Linked DNA regions of Sus scrofa: region 2 is linked to region 1. Evidence: chromatin contacts called from public Hi-C data. All regions are on one chromosome and are shown on one strand. The core of a region is the stretch at or near the end of the contact, and the rest is flanking DNA. Distances in the headings are between cores, read along the strand shown.

What was found. A called contact is a pair of places that touch in the nucleus more often than the background predicts.
Region 2: a Hi-C map of liver shows a contact between it and region 1, with 2.0 times the contacts expected there. The contact joins the enhancer-like site here to the promoter of MBNL3 in region 1. A contact is called at or near these places in 5 of 47 Hi-C or Micro-C datasets (embryonic fibroblasts, epiblast stem cells and liver) and 1 of 2 datasets of contacts at active chromatin or transcription factors (alveolar macrophages).

Annotation. Positions count from the first base shown.
Region 1 is chrX:108,526,903-108,534,297 of Sscrofa11.1, forward strand. It overlaps MBNL3 (muscleblind like splicing regulator 3), which reads right to left and starts at 2,531. Exons shown (of 9, transcript NM_001243933.1): 1 at 2,514-2,531; 2 at 1,828-1,891.
Region 2 is chrX:108,572,314-108,579,708 of Sscrofa11.1, forward strand. It overlaps a transcript of MBNL3 not described here. Among named protein-coding and RNA genes, the nearest start is that of MBNL3, 47 kb to the left of the region's middle. Within about 2 kb of position 3,813, at least 1 of the 83 cell types and tissues checked has an H3K27ac peak or open chromatin away from gene starts, as enhancers often do. A contact at or near this core is called in liver, where this site is marked.

The DNA of each region.
Region 1 (7,395 bases), core at 1,281-3,780:
CCATTTCCTGAGTGTACTGAAAGCAAAATTAACGGGGCTGAACGTAGGACCCCCACCCCCACCATGGCGAGGGCCACTCCCCCCACGAAGTGGGCACTGCATCTCTGCTCAACTCGCCTTCCTTGACATCCCCCCCAAACACACACACATACAAGACAATGACTTTGGTGCAAACCAGACAACAGGTCTCAATAGCTAAGAAGCTGGGAGGAGGGCACAATTTTCCTGCCTATCTGCCTCAAGAAAGCTTTCAAATGGTGACCTCCAAAAGCGGAAGGGAGGAGTAGGTTCAACAAACACACTGTTGTTCTGCAACAGCCCACTAAGATAACCTGATTTCCAGAATCACAACATTTAAGGCTGAACGGGATTTTAAGGATTTTAAGGAACATCTCGTGCACCTTTATCTTACAGGGAAAGCGAGGGCCAAATTGATGAGATGGCTTGTCCTAATTTACAAGCAGCTCAGTAAGGACGGCAGCCAAGCTTCTGGGCTCTCACTACCCAATATGGATTTTCAGTTGAAAGGACTCTCTCGCTTTGTAAAGATTTGCCTAAACCCATCTCCCTACCCCCACACCCTTACTCCCATTCCTCTTCCTCCTTTGTGCCTCCAGCTGCACCTTGTACTCACTTTTATCATAGCACTTATCACTGTGTACAGGGATAAACTGTTTGCATGCCTATCTCCCCATTCGACTTTGAGTTTGTCTAAAGGCAGGACTATATCTTCTTCATCTTTGAGCCTCCGGGGCTCTTTCTGTGCCTGGTGAAGAGTGTCCACTCCATAAAGTTTGCTGAATGAATAAACTTTATGAGAATAATGTTATGAGGGCATAACACTAGGTCTGCCTTAGAATCCTAATTGCTCTTCTTGCTGTTTCCTGGCTCAAGTTCTTTCTTCTCTAAGAAGAGAACAACAGCCAACACACGACTGAGGCTGTTTCTGGTTTTTTCTTTCAAATGAACCGTTACTCTGTTCAGGTTCAGAAAACAGCTAATTCAAAACAAGATTTCTTCTTTTTTTCTTTCTTTTTGCTATGAATATATACTCTGAGGTATAAGTGACCATCATGGCTGAAAAATCCTGGTAACTCAATCAGAAATGTTAGGAAATCCTAAGGCACACAGACCTAAACCCTGTTCTAATTCCCAGGGATCTGTGGCCACCAGAACTCCCCCCGCCTCCAGGATAGAGGACCCCACAGAGCTGAGTAAAGGCACCTGCAGTGGATTCATATTTAATTAGCACCTGGGCCTGCCCAAGGGGAGCACCAGGGTCACCTTAGAATAAACTGCCTTCCTTGACAGGTGGGCTCCATCCCCACCCTGCATTTCTCTAACCAGCTGCAAGTCAAACTCCCTGAAGCCACTTAGACAAAGGAGGAATACAAGGCTTTAGGTCAATCACTAGAGCGGGGCCTTCTTGGGCATCTCTACTGCGTATCCAGACTTCTTACGAGAAAAATGTCCCCCCACCGTGCTTTAAGACCCCTGTTCAGCTGAATTCACACCAAACATTTATTTTCAAATAATCCCAAACTTGAAGTTTTTCTCTGAATTTTCTCGAAGAGCAAACAGCACTAAAAGTCAGAGTTGCTGTTCAGAGTGAAACCAAGCCTGCCTTCCCAGTAACTCAGATCTGCTTCCTGCCTCCCCCTCAATTTTTCCTCACCGGTCTAATCGAATACCTTCAATTGCTTTAGAAAAAAATATTAACTATCTCTTCAATAATCTGCTCTTCAGGAACACATCCTCTCTGTCTATAAGACAGCCAACCAGAAGGAAATTAGAACCCCCAAGAAAAGTGAAGCCCACTGAGTTTACCAAGAGTCAGAAGGCGTTTCCGATGCTAAGTATTCATGGAAGCTGTCTTTAAAGTAGTTGATGGCTGCCAATGTAAAATGTCATTAAAATATAGGGAAAAAAAAAAGGAAAAGAGAAAAGAATGACAATTTGTTACTCCAAGAAACACACATAAAATCATGCAACTTCATGAAGCTACTTACTACATAGGCTTTGTTACGAAGCAACATAAAGTAGAGAGAGGGTCCCCCTCGGGCCTTTGTCAAATCTTAGGGTCCTCGGGCTCCTTTTGCTGGACACCCCATCTAGTCACTAACCACAGCGATTTAGAACCAGGACAAAAAGGGACACCAGCTGCTTGTACCTTTTCTTCCCGGCTAGGGCTTCTGCCTGGAATCCTATCTAGGGTTGCCAGCTTTATCAAATGAAAATTCAGGATGCCCAATCAAATTTGAATTTCAGATAAACGAGGGCGGATTTTTTAGTGTAAGTATGCCCCATGCAATCTATTATCTAGCCACCCTCTCCCTACCTATTCTTCCATCTTGGTGGGTTCAGCTAAAATAAAGGTAAATCCTCGAAACCCCACTTTACTTACTCTCTTTACCTTAAGGTCCTAAGCAGCCCCCTCCATAGAATCAGCCCCGGCTCTACTAGGCCTTCGGTTGCCCGGGGCAAAGCAGGAGGCACCCTCAGGCCCAGCTTACCTGACCAGCTGCAAGGAATTTAAGGAAGTTGACGGCTGGAGAAAGCAATTTTTTATTCCATGGCTCCTCCCACCAAAAGCTTCACACGGCTCCCTACCCGGTCAGCCACTCCACTTTCCCAACCACAGTGGCGCAACTGTATATTCAAAGACACTGATGCCTGTGGGAGCTCCTCCCACCAACTTGAATCCGGGGGAGGGGGCAGACTGTGTGACCACCAGGCCTAACTCCTGGCTCAAAATGTATACAACTTTTTTTGAACCTACACGTGATTAAAGCAAGATGAGGCTTTTATGTTTTTAAGGGTTTTCTTAGTGTGTCTGTGCACTGGGGGGGGAAGGGGAAGGCAGGTTAACTTTAATTTCTTTAGTCTTGAAGTCATCCACTACAGGCCAGGAAAACGTGTGCTTAAGCATCCTGTTTCTACATGCACACGTAAGATCCAGGCAGATACATATTCGAAACAGGCAAAAAATGGCATGGTAACACTCAAAAAGAAAAAAAAAAATGGCACGGATAGCCATTATTTGCCTAAATGTCTTTCTCAGCCAATGCCTGAGAAGTGGAGGGCAGGGCCAACTCTAAGAAACGAAACAATATCTTTAGGAAAAATGGCAATCTGTTATAGCCCCACCTTATAGACTATGTATATCACAAAAGTGGCACCTGTAAACATTCAGGAGTTAGTCACACGGTCCTGAATTTACATTTTACCCATTAGGACCGTAGCCTCCTTTGTTGGAATGATCAGAGTCAGAATTAGTTAAGGTCAGAAAGAATGACACTACTTCACTGGGGAAGCTTCTATGTTTAGAGACAATATGTCATAGAAACATCCAACAGTAAAGCTGGAAAGGCTCTCGGAGATCATTCAGTCCAGCGTGTGCCAGAGTGTGCACCGCACACCACTATTCCCAGGGCAGGAGCCTCAGGAACGGAGTTTTCCCGGAGAAATACTTGGAAGGAACAGCACCCTCTAGTCCTCTCCTGTAGATGACTTGTCCACAGGAGCATAAGAAAGGTTCTCTTGTCACTTGTTCTACAGCAAAGAAACCTGCTGACTTTGAGTTCAGAAACATAATTCAATCACAGAACCATCCCTCTTTCCGCCTCCCCCAAAACACCTCTCGACACATCTCACTGCAGAAGCCTTAGGAAAAGAGCGATCTGATTCAGCTCCCTCTGCCTAAAGTTCAAAGCAAGCCCCATGGCATGTAGTAAACTCCAAAGAACCGGATGGGCCGTTGACGTGACATTGACCATTTCTGCCCATACTTGACCTCCCCAGAGCTGAGAGATTTTTCCTACGATTGCTACAAAGAAAGATCCGACAGTCATCGTCCCAGCGCCCCTTGCCATGGCTGTAAGTTTCCCTTAAATACTTCAGCCAGACAAGCTCTGAAAAAACAACTTCAAACTTTCTCTAACTGGCTTTCCTACGCCCGCCGAGACTTCCATCCCTTGAAACCATGCCAGTTACCTTAGGTTTTCCATGACTTAAGCGTCTCAAGTGAGTTTTAACGGCACTAAAAGTTGGGAAGTAAGAAGGTATTTGGCAATCCCTTCCAATTCCTAAGGGTCTTAGTTTTGTACTAAACTTAAACCTTGCGGTTTCCACTTGGCAAAATTAAATTTCCTGTCTCCAAGTAAAAAGAAAAATTTCAAAGGAGAATTAAATTTAGACAAATTTCTTGCAAACTTTTAAGGGGAGGGAGTATAGGGTGAGAACAGCGCTGATTATTGTTCAGAGTTAATTTATCTTTGCAGAGCTCAGTATGCTGCTGAGAATCAATGAAATAATTACATCTATAGCTATAGCCAGCCATGTACCCCTCCACCCAGAGGTTATATAAAGGGCAGATATAGTTATTGATTTACCTCTGCATTTTTGAAATTAGAGGCACAAAGATGAAAATCAGTCCTTTTTTTTTTCCTTTTGCTAAACATAGGTTTCCTTTCAGATAAAGGAATTTAAAAGCATGATACCAAAGGGCTGTTTACAGGGTCTTGCTAAATGCGTAAGTGTGAAATCACGGTTCAAACACCAAACAGAGCCAACTGTATCCACTTTAACGTAAGCATTTTCCTCACGCTCCTATCCCACTATCACACTAATACCAAACACGCAATTTTCCAGCAGAAAGCTTTACTTGGTGACATGGACTGCCATTAAAATACTTTGCGGCAGGAACTAAGTCTCAATTTTGTTAATGATGATATATTTGTATCACCAAAGGTCTTATTGAACCCTCTGTGTGAACTTGATATTAAAACTGCAAGCATTTTAGAGTATCAGAAAAACAAAAACTCCAAACTCCAAATGTACTGCGTATTTAAATAAACTGGCACTTTAAGCCCAGTGATTCTTTCAAAAAGCATCTGAAAATTAGGCCAGGTTGCTGTTGGTTTTTGCCCTGCCAGACATAAAAACAAGCCATTTATTGATATAAATTCTTTGTCGCTCTTTTTTTTTTTTTAAAAAAAAAAGACCTGTTCTGCTTGGCTTGAATATTTATTTACCAAACGTATTAAGTTTCATCCAGAATGTGTTTCAGAGATGTGAACGGAATTGGCAAAATTCTAGATGAAATTACTGAAATTACATTTAAAAAAATATATGTTTGAAAATGACTTTCTCTCAATAACTAACTTAGTAAATACTGCAACCTTGTTAAGCTCACCTTCTGCTTTCAGTGAGCAGTTAATATTTGATGATGATGAAACTGTTCCTGGTATTTAAAGAACTAAACAAGGCCATCCACGAACAGGGTAACTAGAAATGGGGCTGTTTAAAGAAGATCAAACGATAAGTGGAAGTTTTATGTTTTCAAATAAATCAATCCCTCAACCATAAATGTCTCCCATCCTTACAGAAAAGAAGTTGAAATATGACCTCTGCCAAAGAATGTCTATCTCCAAATCTAAAACAGGGAAAAAAGTAAAGCAAAGGACAGCGAAAGTTAATTAGCTTTAAAAGCCACAAGTCAGTTTAAGCAGCCAGAACAAGAGTTATTGGGCGAAGAGTGCGCTTGTAACGATGCAATGTTCCTTAAAAACATAAACCCTCTACATGAAACACAACAAAGTTTCTAGGTTCTAATCAGTGTCTTTTAATTAGGGAAATCCTTCTTCTGGGGAGGGAGAAAGAAAAGAAATCTCCAGCTTCATTGTGCCTTCCCTGAAAATCAGAATAAAATTTGAATCTTCCAGAAAACCTTTCTGAAGAAAAAAAAAGAGTCCAGTTGACGTGTCTCTTATACAAGGTAAATCCAATTCCATTCTAGAAAAAGAGCTGATCCAGCAACACAGCAAAATAAACTAGGCTGTGTAAAACATCAGTGTCCCAATATTTCACACTCATTTTTCCACTAAAGATAACTGGAACATGGAACTCGTTTGACTTTGTTTCATGCTTGACATCGACTTTATCCACTAGACTCCAGTAGAGAAGGTCAAAGGACCCTTCAGATGTGAACTAATTCTGACCATTTATGAGTGTGCTAGAGAATAATTACATACAGGCTTAGTTCATGTGACTCGGAACACGACGACCACTGACACGCATTTATTTAGAGACCAGGTGGAGGCCCTTGTAAAATTACATTGTCCAGGAATATCATGAACTTGGTCATGATGACATGACTCATTTGAGGGACTTACTGAACACTGAGATCTGGTCCGCATTTCCTTTCACACCGGGTCTGCCTGAATCCCAAGAGCTGACCTTCTGTTATATTTACCATGTGCCAGACACTATGCCAAGTGCTTCATATGCACTGTATTATTTAATCTTCACAGGAAGCCTTGGAAGTCAGTGCTGGACTGAGGAACTGAGGCACAGAGAGGGGACGAAACACGCACAAGCAAACAGAACTAACATGGCAGAGCTGGGATTTGAACCCAGGTACTCTGAGGCTGCCGCTAACATCCCTAACCAGGACCACACCTCGACGTGCTAGACTGAGAAATGAGCTAGTTCAACTATTTCTAATGTTTGGGCCACTATTTTCCCACTAAGATTAAAACAAAGATTGCATACCAACTGGCGGTTAGGTATGTCCAGCAACTCTTTAATAGATAAATCTATGGATGGTGGGAAAAGGCTGTTTTGTTAAGTACCAGGGGATCTTGGGTGACTTGAAAACAAATACGACAAGGTAACTGAATGTTCGATGTTTTTTCACACCACACCCACCTGAACAACTTGACTGTGTATTTACCATATATGGGGCACTCTTCAAAGTGCTTTATGTGCTTTAAGTCTTTCATCCTAACCAAAGCAGAACAATTAGTACAAACAGCTCATCTCTTAGTACAGCTTTTTAGCAAGTGTTTGCACAATAGAATTTTGCCAGTTTGGGAGAAGCAGTGTCACGTAATCAGGAGTTGGGTTATGAGAGCTCAAGCACAAACAGAACAGGCCTGTAAAATCCCATGGACACAGAGAACAGACGGAATCGGGGCTCAGTGAAAGAGCTGCTCGTGTGCCTTTGGTGACTTATTATGGTCTCTCTAAAAGAAGAATCCTACAAGAAAATCAAAACAATGGCAGTGTCATTTAGAAGCAGGTTTACTCAGACCACAAATGTATGGGTGCTGTAGCTTCGACACTATGACAAAGCAGAGAAAATCCCAAACGCTGACAAAAGATCGACCTTATCACAAAGAAGTACACAGTGTTCTTCTGAAGCACTGCATTCCGCAAAGAACACATGTGAATCAGAATGCACACGCACCACGCACAGCGCCTCACAAAAGACTCTGTCACCAAAGGCTCAGTTTTAGTGGGGACTTGACTTAAATGACCACAGAATGTATAAACTTTGAGACGGTGCAACAGGGGATGATGATCTGAGGGCCTGGGAACTAGGGCTTGACTTTC
Region 2 (7,395 bases), core at 2,563-5,062, 47 kb after region 1:
GAAAAAGCATTTGACAAAATTCAACATCCACTTATGATAAAAAAAAACTCTCAATGAGTGGGCATAGAGTAAACATACCTAAACATAACAAAGGCCATATATGATAAGCCCATAGCTAACAACATACTCAACGGCTAAAAGCTTAAAGCTTTTCTGCTAATATCAGGAACAAGACAAGGATGCCCATTTTTGGACTTTTATTCAACACAGTATTGGAAATCCCTTCCAGAGCAATTAGGCAAGAAAAAGAAATAAGGAATCCAAATTGGAAAGGAAGAAGTAAAACTGCCACTATCTGCAGATTATATGACATTATATAAAGAAAACTAAAGATTCCATCAGAAAACTCTTAAATTCAATAAAGTTTCAGGATACAAAATCAATACACATAAGTCTGCCGTGTTTCCATACACTACAAATAAGCTATTGAAAAGAGAAATTATGAAAACAATCCTATTTACAACTGCATCAAAAAGAATTAAATACCTAGGAGTAAATTTAACCAAAGAGATAAAAGACCTATACATTGAAAACTATAAGACAATGGAGTTCCTGTCATAGCTCAGTGGAAACACATCTAACTAGCATCCATGAGGATGCAGGTTCGATCCCTGGCCTCATTCAGTGGGTTAAGGATCCGGCGTTACTGTTAGCTGTGGTGTAGGTTATAGACACGGCTCTGATCTGGTGTTGCTGTGGCTGTGGGGTAGGCTGGCAGCTACAGCTCTGATTCAGCCCCTAGCCTGTGAACCTCCCTATGCTGTGGGTGTTGCCCTAAAAGACAAAAACAAAACCAAAAACACTATAAGACATTAATGAAGGAAACTGAAGAAGAAAGAAGTAAATGAAAATATATTCTGTGCACATAGATTGGAAGAACTGATATTGTTAAAATGTCCATGCTACCCAAAGCAATATCCAGGTTCAATACAATCCCTACCAAAATTCCAATGATGGTTTTTACAAAAATAGAACAAACAGTCCCTAAATTTGTATGGAACCATAAAAGACCCCAAATAGCCAAACCAATCTTGAGAAAGAACAAATCTGGAGGCACCACTGTCTTGATTTCAAACTACATTACAAAGCTATAGTAATTATGGTATTGGCATAAAAAGAGACACTTAAATCAATGGAACAGAATAGAGGGCCCATCAATAAACCCACCCACACACGGTCAATTCATTTATGATAAAAGAAGTGAAGAATATACAATGAGGAAAGGATAGTGTCTTCAATAAATAGTGTTGGGAAAATTGGACAGCCGCATGCAAAAGGATGAAACTGAACCACTATCTTACACCATACACAAAAATTAACTCAGAATGGATTAAGGATTTGACTATAAAACTGACCTGAAACCATAAACCTCCTAGGGAGTTCCCGTCGTGGCACAGCGGAAGCGAATCTGACTAGGAACCATGAGATTGTGGGTTCGATCCCTTGCCTCGATCAGTGGGTTAAGGATCCAGCATTGCCATGAACTATGGTGTAGGTTGCAGACACAGCTAGGATCTGGCATTGCTGTGACTGTGGCGTAGGCTGGTGGCTACAGCTCCAATTAGGCCCCTAGCCTGGGAACCCCTATATGCCGCTGGTGTGATCCTAAAAGGACAAAAGACAGAAAAAAACAAAACAAAAACAAAAAACCATAAGCCTCCTAGAAGAAAGTATGGTGGTAAGCTCCTTGATATAGGTCTTGGCAATGATTTTTTTTTAATTTGACACCAAAAACAAGAACAACAAAAGCAAAAATAAAAAAGTAGGACCATATCAAAGTAAAATGCTTTTGCACAGCAAAGGGAACGATCAACAGAATGACAAGGCAACCTACTGAATAGAAGATATTTGTAAATCATGTATCTGATAACGAGCTAAGATCCAAAATATATAAAGAACTCATACAACTCAATAGCAAAAATCTCTAAATAACCCTATTTAGGGAGTTCCCATCGTGGCACAGCGGAAACAAATTTGACTAGGAACCATGAGGTTGCAGGTTTAATCCCTGGCCTTGCTCAGTGGGTTAAGGATCTGGCGTTGCCAGGAGCTGTGGCGTAGGTCGCAGACGTGGCTCAGATCTGGTGTGGCTGTGGCTGTGGCTGTGGCTGTGGCTGGCAGCTGTCTCTCTGATTGGACCCCTAGCCTGGGAACCTCCTTATGCCGTGGGTGTGGCCCTAAAAAGCAAAAAAAAAAATAATAATAATAATAATATATATATTTTTTCTGTGTATATATATATATATATATATATATACACAGAAGATCTGAATAGACATTTTTCCAAAGAGGACATACAGATGGCTAACAGACACATGAAAAAGATGTTCTACATGATGAATCATCAGATAAATGCAAATGAAAACCACAATGAGATATATCACCTCACACCTGTTAGAACAGCTGTTATTAAAGAGACTGGAAATAACAAATGTTGGCAAGGATGTGGAGAAAAAGGGAGCCCTTGTACACTGTTGGTGGGAATGAAAACTGGTACAGACACCATGGAAACCAGTATGGAGGTTCCTCAAAAAATTAAAAATACAACTACCATCTGATACAGCAATTCCACTTCTGGGTATTTATTTGAAGAAAATGAAAACTTTAGTTCAAAAAGATTCATACACCTCTGTGTTTACTGCAGCATTATTTACAATAGCCAAAGTATGGAAACAACGCAAATGTCCACTGATGAATGGATAAAGAGACTGTGATATATGTGTGTGTGTGTTTTATATAGGAAATGGAATATTATTTAGCCATAAAAATGAATGAAATCTTGCCATTTGTAACCACATGGATGGACCTTGAGGGCCTTATGCTAAGTGAAATAAGTCAGACAGGGAAAGACAAATACCATATGATTTTGCTTATATATAGAATGTATACACACACGTTATTATATATAAAAACTCAAGTGTTCAGACATACATACAGAGAACAGGGTGGGGGTTATGGGGTTGAAGAAATGGGTACATATTTTTCATTCGTTTAAATAAACTGAGTTTTTAAAAAGAGTTAGGAGTGAAGAGTTGGGAGCACAGACAGGATAGAATCTTAAGTTCTACATTTCCCAAACTTCATATTGGCCTGAGAATATCCTTATCGGACTTTAAAATAAGAATTCCATTTTTCTCTTGCTATTTCAGAGTGATTTATACTGGATTAGATATTAACGGTGTTTCTTTATAGAAAAATTTAGAGACAACATAAAAGAGGCTGTCATTTTAACATCTTTTCACTGAATTTTGGATACATAGTCAATGCCCTTGCTATCGCTAAAGAAAAGTGTGTAATTACAATGCTGTCATTATAAAGTCGTCTTCCTGGCCCACACGGAATAGTTCTCTTCTGTCTTTCAAGGTCAATCTCAATGAGTCTCAAAAGGATTGCACCCCCCCTCCCCGAGTAGAGGGGAGCTGGAAAGAAGATTGTTTTAATTGTACCGTGAAAATGGAATGCAATACCGTTACCCTGAAATGTAATGCTTCTATAAGAACTGTTCTGTGAAATCTATCCATTTCAATTCTGGTTTGCCTCAATAAATGGGGAAATAACTTATGTTCCTGCCTCTGTAATGTGTATAATTTAAATCTACATTTCAGATTTTTAAAAGGAAAGTACAGAAAAATGAAGCTCACATCAAATATGAAAATGTCCCAAATAAATGTAAACGTGGTCACGGCAGAATTATCCGAGCCAGCGAGGAGCAAAGTAACCTATCGATTACTTCAACCTTGAACAGAGGCCCAGAAAGGTTCATCTACTTGGCTTCATTGCCTGAAATTGTTAGTGTCCACATGAAGAGCTCATGATCTGATTTCAACATATCTGATATCTTGTCAATCTGTGGTCAGAATGGGTGGGCGGATTCCCAAAGTTTAACCCAATTGTCCTGATTCATTTAGCTTCTTTCATTAACAACACATATCCATGTTTGAGTTTAATTCTTGGCTATGGATAAATTTCACACTCACTGCTAAAAACCAGAAGGGTGCTCTCTGAAGCTTTGAATCCTTGGGGAAAGGCAGGGATTGCTGCTTATACTATACGGATTTATTGACCCCAGTGGGACTCTACTTTTCTATGATGTTCTACCTGATCTTCTCTATTTTTTTTTGCTTTTTAGGGCCACACCTGCAGCACATGGAGGTTCCCAGGCTAGGGGTTGAATCGGAGATACAGCTGCCGGCCTACACCACAGCCACAGCAATGCCAGATCCGAGCTACATCTGTGACTTACACCACAGCTCACGGCAACGCCGGATCCTTAACCCACTGAGCTAGGCCAGGGATTGAACCCACAACCTCATAGTTACTAGTCGGATTCGTTTCCACTGTGCCATAATGGGAACTCCCTGATCTTCTCTAATTTTGAACACATTCTAGAATTAGACACAGCTTACCTACTTATAATCATCTGACCCTCCAGGTCACACAGTCTGTTGCTAGCCAAAACATACAGTCTGGCATATTTCTTCTGCCTACCAAACGTTTGGTTTTGGCTTTTCTTTTCCTATTTCTACCTATGAGAGTCCATTTCTCCTGCTATCCTCTGTGCTCAGGATTAACATGCATACCAACTATTCCATTAAAAATATTCTCTACAGCAGAAATTGACACAACATTGTAAATCAACTATACTTTAATTTTTAAAAAGTAAAAAAAAAATTAAAATAAAATAAAAAATACCTAATCATTAAAAAGTATTCTCGGGAGTTCCCGTTGTGGCTCAGTGGTTAACGAATCCGACTAGGAACCATGATGTTGCGGGTTCCATCCCTGGCCTTGCTCAGTGGGTTAAGGATCCGGCGTGGCCGTGAGCTGTGGTGTAGGTCGCAGACGCAGCTTGGATCCTGCGTGGCTGTGGCTGTGGTGTAGGCCAGTGGCTACAGCTCCGATTCGACCCCTAGCCTGGGAACTTCCACGTGCCGCGGGAGCGGCCCTAGAAAAGGCAAGAAGACAAAATAAATAAAAATAAAAAGTGTTCTCTATATCAATTTCCAATCAATTGAAATACTGGGAATTTTATTGAGTAAAAATTCCAACAGTGAGTTTAGAGGTCACAAAATAACCACTAAAACACATTAAGAAGGTTAAATTTACTTTGCTGGGCAAATTTTATGATCTACTCTAAAGCAGCATCTCGGTTATTAAACAATTGGTATTTCTAGATGTTAATAATAGTTAACATTTATGGAGTTCTTATTCTGTGCTAGACACTGTGTTAACTGTTTTATATTCATTATCTCGTTCAATATTCTATGAAGCAGACAAAATTGAGGAGCAATGTTAAAGTCTACTTTCAAAACAAAATCTGCCATAAACCTCAATTCTAGACTTGTCACCAAATAGTGTTATCGAGTCTTTCAATATTTAAAGTTCTCAGATGTCACAATAATAGAGTCATGGACACTAATTTAAAAATCTCCAGTCTCCCAATTTTCTTCCCAGCTTCCTGTAATTGCAATATGAAAGCTCATTACTGCCTATCCATGGAAGCCAGAGGATCCTGAATTGCTGATAATTTTTTGAATATATCTTTTCATGCATCTGGCAAATAAGTTAGAAAATGCTTGGCACATTGGGTTTCAAATCACCCATTCAAAAGAACATGTGGTTCAGAAATCTGGCACCCAGCTGGCAGAAGGGAAGCATAGAAGCCTTTGGGTACACTAAATCCCTCCCCCTAGAATAGAAATTTTCTACCAAAAATGGTTATCCAAATCAAAGCAAAAACTCTGAACCGAGTTTTAAATATTTACTTATTTATTTATTTATTTATTTATTTATTTTTAGGGCTGCACCCACAGCATATGGGGGTTCCCAGGCTAGGGGTCGAATCAGAGCTGTTGCTGCCGGCATACACCACAGCCACAGCAATGCCAGATCTGAGCCGCATCTGTGACCTACACCACAGCTCACAGAAATGCCAGATCCTTAACCCACTGAGCGAGCGAGGCCAGGGATTGAACCTGCAACCTCATGGCTCCTAGCCAGATTCCCTAACCACTGAGCCACGACGGGAAATCCCCAAGTTTTAGAAATTATGAAAAATTGTGATCCTATTATACTACATTCAGGCAGCCAATTCCTTTTAAAAGTCCTCTCTGTCTGTTGCTAATTTGAAGCTTGTTATATCAAAATCTGGAGTATGCAAATCAAAATGGAAAGGCAAAATAAAAATGATCTCTCCTTAAGAGGATTTCACAAGATCTGAGTAAGAGCCTGAAAAGAAAGCAGGATTTGAAAATAAATTCAGGAGTTCCCGTCGTGGCGCAGTGGTTAACGAATCCGACTAGGAACCATGAGGTTGCGGGTTCGGTCCCTGCCCTTGCTCAGTGGGTTAACGATCCGGCGTTGCCATGAGCTGTGGTGTAGGTTGCAGACTCGGCTCGGATCCCGTGTTGCTATGGCTCTGGCGTAGGCTGGTGGCTACAGCTCCCATTCGACCCCTAGCCTGGGAACCTCCATATGCCGCGGGAGCGGCCCAAAGAAATAGCAAAAAGTCAAAAAAAAAAAAAAAGAAAATAAATTCAAGGAAAATGCTGAAGTCAAACCAGCAAGGAAGTCTGTACGCCAAGGTATGCACGAACATGTATGGAAAATACAAAAATACTATCGATAAGGATCATTCAAAAAAATCAACTCAGCTTAAATGGCCAAGCAAAAAAGAAGGAGTAATGGCTTAAATGTTGGGTTAAAGAGAGAATTTACATTTATAGTCAGGTGAATGGAATTCCATTAAAACTGATAAAATTCTAGACTATAGTTATCACACTGTGTTCATCAACTTAAAATCAGATTAGTGTACCTTATATGAATGATGAGGAAATTCAGTTACTATGATATCATCTATATCACCACGTACTGAATGACTTCAGTGATTAAACTGGACTACCATATAATTTAATGTACCAATGTAGGAGACAAAAATGCCTTGATTCTCTTTTAAATAACAGCACGTCATACAAAAGAGCATAAAGGTTCTCAGCATAACGGAAACAACTTCAACTCACACTGACATGAAACTGAGCTTAAATTCTCAGGGTCCAAATATGGATGATATCACCGATCACATGTACTTGTTCCACTAAAACCATTCAAGCCTCAAGCCACAAAGCAGTGTTCACATTAGTAATCACCGAAACAATACAACTTGGGTTATCAGGTCTGTCAAAAGTCTAACAAGACTCTTTCACTAAAGGATAAAGACGTTAAGAATGCTAGAGTTGCAAGTAATGCTGAAAGATCAAGTCTAGTCCATTACCTTAGGGCAAGTAAATGAAGGACTCTAAACCACTCAGGGTAGATTGCTCATATCCAATTATTGAATACACATTGATAGTGGTTCTCTGTAATTTCTTTTTCATAAATTTTTTTTAATGGCCGCCC